Regions from separate parts of the Mus musculus genome. Here region 1 is linked to region 2. A link is a contact called in public Hi-C data. All regions are on one chromosome and are shown on one strand. Each heading gives the region's core, a stretch centred on a gene start, on an enhancer-like site or on the middle of the called end of the contact. The rest is flanking DNA. Distances are from core to core; before and after follow the strand shown. Region 1 overlaps Zfand3 (zinc finger, AN1-type domain 3). Region 2 overlaps Ccdc167 (coiled-coil domain containing 167).

What was found. A called contact is a pair of places that touch in the nucleus more often than the background predicts.
Region 1: a Hi-C map of cerebellum shows a contact between it and region 2, with 2.2 times the contacts expected there. The contact joins two enhancer-like sites. A contact is called at or near these places in 1 of 39 promoter capture datasets (embryonic stem cells), 2 of 484 Hi-C or Micro-C datasets (cerebellum and ventral hippocampal neurons), 1 of 115 datasets of contacts at active chromatin or transcription factors (astrocytes) and 1 of 9 other capture datasets (macrophages).

The regions. Positions count from the first base shown.
Region 1 is chr17:30,199,006-30,202,509 of GRCm38.p6, reverse strand. All of the region lies in intron 5 of Zfand3 (zinc finger, AN1-type domain 3), which reads right to left. Among named protein-coding and RNA genes, the nearest start is that of Zfand3, 200 kb to the right of the region's middle. Within about 2 kb of position 2,044, at least 55 of the 459 cell types and tissues checked have an H3K27ac peak or open chromatin away from gene starts, as enhancers often do. A contact at or near this core is called in cerebellum, where this site is marked.
Region 2 is chr17:29,709,270-29,712,828 of GRCm38.p6, reverse strand. All of the region lies in intron 1 of Ccdc167 (coiled-coil domain containing 167), which reads left to right. Among named protein-coding and RNA genes, the nearest start is that of Ccdc167, 6.0 kb to the left of the region's middle. Within about 2 kb of position 2,103, at least 39 of the 459 cell types and tissues checked have an H3K27ac peak or open chromatin away from gene starts, as enhancers often do. A contact at or near this core is called in cerebellum, where this site is marked.

The DNA.
Region 1 (3,504 bases), core at 795-3,294, 490 kb before region 2:
TCCCGTGCTCAGAGCAGAACCTCAGTCCTCCTGAGCCTCCAGAGACTGACCCAATCTTTCCTGCCTCATAACTGGCAACTACCCACCCAGCTGTGATTCACGTAAGATCCTGGAGTCCTCTCCTCCTCTGCTTCTCACAGTGGTTTCTGCAGACAACCCTTAAATCAGGCCCAAGCTTGCCCTGTTCTCCACTGCATGCGAAGGCTGCACCGCAGGAACCAGGGCACTGTGCTGAAGGAACAGGCACAGGGGGCTGAAGGCCAGAGGCCCCTCTCGCACAGCATCCAGAAGGACTTTGGGACATATGGGACATATGGGTTACCATTTAGGATGCACTTATTTCATATGTGTTCATTCCTCTTTGAATACAATAATGGAATATATGAATATAATAAACTTCAAATTGTATAAATAGCAATCACCAAAAGTCTCTCATCTCACTTTCTGTTACACTTCCTGGAGACCAAGCCACCACGGCCACCAGCCTCTGAGGATTCTTGAGGGCCTCCACACCAGCATTTCTGCTTCTCTACCACAGGGGGATTTTTACAATGTGAATCAGATGATGTCACTCCAGTGCTTAAAAAACCCTTCAGTGCTAGAAATAATAAACTTACTAAGGCCAACAAGCCCCTGGCTTGGCGCTGCGGTCCCCACTCTCCTGCCACACCACGGGACCCCAGGCACTGGCTGTCCACACAGGCTCATACCACGGGACCCCATGACACTGGATGTTCATACAGGCCCACACCACAGGACCCCACGGCACTGGCTGTCCACACAGGCCCACACTGTCGTCTTGGTCCAGGACACCTCCTCCCAGGCAGCCTGCTGTGAGTTCTCTGCGCCTTGGTGATACTTCTATCTGAAGTGTCTGAGTGCTCTGTGTGCCCATGTGCTGCACACCTCCCCCAAAGAGAACAGCACGGAGGCAGAGATTCTCATTCCATTCTTATAGGATTCAATGAAGACAGACAATAAATAACTTTATCTAACAGACAACTCACTAAAAACAAGAGAATGACTTCTAGCATAAAGGGACACAATGCTAACAAAGCCCCCCCCCCCCAATCACTGACTGAAATGGACATGTGTGTGAGCCAACAGATTTATTTTTCTACTGCTGTGATCAATCCAAGCATCTGCTCACAGATTCCCACAGAGCCACATAAGGACAGCATGTGAGGCTGTGGGGTCACAGATGACCTGGGTGGATGGACAGTGGAGAAGTCACTTCAACACAGCCTCCACTCCTGCCCGCTTCCCATCACCACACTAGTATGTTGGTCAGTTACTCAAAATTCAACAGAAAATTAACCCTGGTACAACAGCTCGGCTCTAGGGAAGAACGATTTAATCGAAGCAAGAGCATTAACATAAATCTGGCCCCTTAACTTGTAAATCTAGATAGAGCCTCCCTCTCTTCCTGGATTAATCTGTAGCTTGGCAGGGCAAGTACAGAGAAGCATGTCGCCCCATGTATTAATGACAAGGACTCACAAGCCGTCCTGTGTTAACTCAGCTCCCCCTCTCGAGGGCCAGGACTGACCCAGACCAAGAGGACGCTGGCCTGAGTGGAGGGAGCACCCAGGAGGAAGAGGCTTGTTGGGCCTTGCAAAACTCCAAGGGCAGCTGTCAGAAGTCGGGGGTCAGTCCATATGACTTGTCTGCCACCCCCACACAGCCCAGATCCAGCCTGTCAGACAGTAGGGGAGTCTGAGAACCCAAGCTCCAAGGAAACCAAGACTGGGAGGAGAGGATGAGAAGAATGCCTCACTCACAGGTGTGGAGGGGGCTGTTGGGAGCCAGCGCCTGGGTCTTCTGAGTGCTCCAGTGACCCACTAACACAATCACCTTTTTTGTTTCTGTCTCTGAACTCTGCTGTGTGAAGTCCATCTCAGCAGAGCTGAGGTGTGCTAAGTCAGTCAGCAAGGGGTGCAGCTTCTCAGCTAACCCAGCCCAGCCCTCTCAAGGCCCTCCTGGTCCTGTCCCAGGGACTTGGCTCCCCCGCAGCCTGGCTCTGAGTCTCACAGACTGAAGAGCTGCAGTGCCAACAACACCCAGCACCGTGAGAGCCAACAACCCAAGACCATAGCAAACAGACAGGCTGAGGCTGGGAGGTGGTGCACACCTTTAATCCCAGCACTGGAGAGGCATCGGCAAGTGGATCTCTGAGTTTGAGGCTACACTGGTCAACAGAACTAGTTCCAAAGCTATGCGAGAGAAATCCTGTCTTGTGCCCCATCCCCAAAAGATGCTCAGAGAAACCAGTTTCCACTGCTGTTATCGCAGGGTGGTGTTCTGTCTCCTGCTGGCAAACAAGACGAGAAGCTGAAGTGGCTGCCTTGTTGGAATCTGTCTCCAGGACCTGTGTTGTGTGACCTCATCCAGACTTTGGCCTGCTTAAGTAACGGTACTTTCCAGAATTAGACACAAACTTCACTGATACTCATCTAGGAGAAAAGATGGCACTGAAATCTCAGCTAACAAGGAATTATGTTCCAGGGTTGGGCCATCGTCCAGCAAAAGCAGCGACAGGCTCAAGGGGTGAACAGTGTTTACTGCTCGTCTGCTTGGTATTTGTGGTCTAGAAATTCTGGGGCTGAGCAGAGGAGGAAAGAAACTACTACATCCTGTGGCTGAAGAGCACCAAGACGCATGGAGGGGAAAACAGCTTCAGGTCACAGGAAGCAAAGAAGAAACCTGCTGCACATAACTCAATACACTCAGGCCATGTGTCCTAAACCAGGGGCACCCAGGGCACCGAAACACACAAAGAATTCACGAAGACAGGCTGGGTCCTAGGTGGACAGCAGGGCAGGACAGGGTGGCAGGGAGGTGCACTGATGCTGAAGTCTCCAGCTGAGGGCAGGAAAGGACACTGCACAGGCAGTCAACAGACACAGTAAGCACTACAGTCCACAGGGAAATCCAGGCGGTGACGCTGTGGTATGGAAAACCTACCTACAAGCCACACACAGCTTCCCTGCTGAGCCCTGTGCACATCTCCCACACTCTCTTGGACACACTCCTTAAACACAAGCACTAGCTCTTGCCAGGGTGAAGGCAGCGGTGGGAAATTAACCCTTAAATTGTACTTAATGCTGAAAAGACAATTTCAGCCGAAGACTGAAGAAAAGCCTGGGTGCAGGAGGTGCAGTAGGTGGACCAAGGGCAAGTGTGTGCTCAGCATTTAACCTACGGCCCTCTCTGTGCATCTACCCGACAAGAGGAGAAAAGAATGGAAGGAAGGCCCACAGCCCCAGGAAGCGTGACTGTGTTCACAGGTGACATGCCACGCGTGTGCAGCATCTTAGGAAGGTGGCACTAACAGGAGCTAGAGAGGCTGCAAAAAAAAAACTACTGTGCTTCCCGAGGGAACAACAATCTAACAAGAGGTACTGGGGATTCTAAGCACAGTACCATCAGAAATTCAAAGTACTTTGGGACAGCTGCACAGAAGACACACTCTGAGAACTATAAAACAGGGCTGAGTAAGTGTAA
Region 2 (3,559 bases), core at 854-3,353:
GGGTGGCCACGGGCCAGCTGTGCCAGGTGGTTACCGCTAGGGTAGCCAGACCCCCTTTTAACTCTTCAACTCTGCTTCCTGTGAGACTCAGTCAGGAACAACTGACTATGTGTTAGATTCTGAAGTCACCACCCCAAATTGGACAGGGAAAGTTCGGCCTGGTAGGAAACTTGCTTGCATTTTGAGCTGTGACAGAAGCTGGCCTGCAGCCTTCAGCCACTTGGCCTTAAGATACTAAGTATGAGTCTCGGCTGCCTCCACCTTGCGGCACTCGTGTTTGAACCCAGTGCCTTCTGCATGCTTGGAAGGTGCTCTGCTGCCGAGCTAAGTCCCCAGCCGACATCCTGAAGGAGATAACTGGGCTAGATTTGGTCCTAGTACACAATTCTTGTCCGTTTGGAGAGTTTTGTCTGTCGGGTTTCAGAAGACTGGAGTGTGTGTCTTAACGCACATGGGAATGGTGGCTAGGCTCCTGCCCTGGTTCAGAAGTTCAGTAGCTAGTACTTAATAGCAGGGCTAGTGTTTCTGCATACCCTTAACTGTGTCCATAGTCACAAGACAGCTGCCATATAGCTCAGCCGTCACATTTACCCATAAATCAAGGCTCTTAACTAGCCAAGCATAAACTCCTAGGAGTCTCCCAGATGACATCTGGAACATCTCATTGCCTGGAGCAGAGCTGTGTGTGACCCTGGCTGTCAACAGACTTTTTATCCCAACGTCTGCAGTGCAGGTGAGCTGAGCAGAAGGGCTGGGTGTTGGCCCTGGACTGGCAGCTAACAGTGTCTTCAGTGAGGGATAAAAGCACATGGGAAGCAGTTAGTGTCCCCTGGTTCTCAGCAGACAGACTGAGGACAGGGCAGGTGGAGGCTTTGGGAAAGAAATGGTTTAGCCTGCATTAACTGACCACGGTTAGTCTCGGAGTCCTAGGGTGAGCTGTGTACTAGCTGTGGGAAAGCCCCCAATCTCCTGGGACAGGGTGAGAGGCAGTGTCCTGGCTGGAAGGAAGTACTTACCCAGTTGGCCTAGGTGGCAGAAGGCAGTGTCGATTCCGGCTGGGTGTGGAGTTGGGGTCTCACACTAACTGCTGCCTTGCTGGGAGAGTCTGGCACATGGGCCGTTCAGGGCCTGTTGACCACTAAATGATCCTCACCTGCTCAGGTGGAGGCGACAGGTCGCCATCGGGCAGGTGATTCTCTCGGCAGCCTGCATCTGGCACCGCTCCACTTAACGGAGGTCAGGAGACTAAAACCTCATTACCTAACACTGCTGGATGTCAGCATGTGTGGAGTGGCTGTTTGCCAGCGTCCTAATTAATGAATTCATAAGGCACGGGGCGGATGCCAGCTCTTGAAAAATGCTTTGAGCCTTTCAGCGATGGAGCAGCTTTTGCCAGTTTATCAAAAAATAGATCTGGGGAGAAAGAAAAGAAACCAAACCCCAGATTCCATTTTGGCCTAGAGCAGCTGAAGGCTTAGGGCAAGGTCTGGCCTGCAGAGCGACTTCCAAAGCTGTATAGCTCCTCCCTGTGCTGACCTTGGCAGCTCTACTGGACCACTGCAGCCCTCATACTCACGAGCGGGGTGGGTGGGGTTGCTGTCACTAGCCACCTACGAGATATTGGGAGGCCCACTTTCTTGACCTGCTCTGCCTGGAAGAGAAAGTTTACACCAGGCCTGTTGATTTGGGGGGCTCTGGTGGTTTGCTTTCTTACCGACAGTTCGGAAAGCCTCCTCCACGGAAAAATATCGCTTAACCAATGTCATGGGGATCAGCCATTTAGGTGTGAAGCTGGCTACCTGGAAGATAAGGTACACTGTCCCCTGTGACATGGCTGTGTGACTTGGAGGCCACAGACGGAAAGCCCCAGTGGTATTGCCAGGGACCATCTGGGTAGGCGGTCTATCGCCTTTACCCATTACAGTAAACATCCCGGGGCTCCTGATGTGTGAAAATGAGTGGATTTCTTGGACCAGCTTCCCAGGCAGTGAATTAGAAGAGGAGGAAGCTTTGATGCCCTTTGGGGGATGGAGAGGGTTTACTAGCTAGCCCACACACTTCCTTATCCAAACTCCGACATGTTTTGCGTGCATTTGGGAGGTTACTTTTGACAGCGTGGCAATGTGGGGGAGGGTGTTTGTGAAGGGACAGTCAGCTTAGTATGCAGACAGACGCCAGGCTCCTGGCGCCTCGATCTCCCAGCACATGGACTGCAGGCAGGTCCTTCCAGGCAGCGCATCTGTTGTGTGAAAAGAGACCAAGCACAGCCAGGCACAAGGTCACCCCGAGGAAAGCATCTGTTGAAGCCAGACCAACAGGCTTCTACAGGTTCGGGGGCCATGCTTGACTCTTTTTCTGAATGTCACTAGTCCTTGTTGGTTGTGGTTGTTTGCCATGGTGGTGCTGGAGAAGACTGGAGGTACGTGCACGGACCGGGACCTAATCCCACCACCTTCAGCCATGTAAGCTGCTGATCATCTCTGCTGGGAGTTGGCTCTCTGCACAGTAGTGACAGCCCCTTTGCAAGGTGGATGCAAAGTCAGACTAAATGTGGACAGCTGCCCATCCTAGGGCATGGGGGTGGAATTACCTTCTAGGCTAAAAAGTCACAGCTTTCCGCTGTGGGGTGATGAGGTTAGAGGACACACCTGGATAAGCTGCTTCCTTACTTAAGTCTGCCTGTCTGTAAGACGTGGACGCTGGTTGTCTGCCATCCTCCCCTGTGTGGAGTGTCTAGAACAGAGCCTGGCACCTGGCAGTGCTGCAGATGTGTTCCAGGTGTTGTATCCACCTTTTAGACTCTTGGTTCCCAGTGCTGCTCCTTATGTCCTCATCCAGACTCATGACACCATCTAAGTCCTCAGTACCCAGCCAGCTCCTGGCCAGTCGGGTGGAGCATGCCCCCAGGCAAGTCCTTTCCCACCCTCCTGTCACTGGCTGGCCAGAAGCTCCCAGGAGCCAAGGCCCTTGAGAGGCAGAAACCTCTTCTCAACCTAGAAAACGGAGGGGGTGGGTGGTGTGGCCTTGAACCAAGCGGCAGGGGAACTTCTGCACTTTCCCAGTAGAGCCTGGCCTTCAGGTAGCTGCAGTGGCAGCGCTGCGGGCCAGGCATTGCCTTTCTGACGTCCAGGTGCTCTGTTGAGTGTTATATTCAGTTTTTCACTCTCCTACTGAAGAGCCTGTGGCTCCTGCTGACTCCTGCTTATCAAAGGAATAAAAGCTGCCCATGCTCCTGCCAGCAGCCCTAGAGCTGGCACCCTGTGGGGCCTGACCTGACCTGTGCAGGGGCAGCTGTCTGTGCAAGTGCCACGAGTTCCCGCCTCTGAGGAGCCTATTTGGGGCTTTGATTCCTGGAGGCTCCATCCTCTGAAAAGATGCCTCCTGGGGATTTCAGACAAATTTTACAGTTTCTCTTAACACAGTGGTTTTACAGTGCATAGGACCCCAGGGAGACTTGTCTAAAGCTCTGGGAGTAAGGCTATATTCCTGAGTCAGGGAAGGGCTCTTAGTCTGGCCTGGGGCTGGGCTCTACAGCCCTCACCTGGAGCAGACAGGCTCA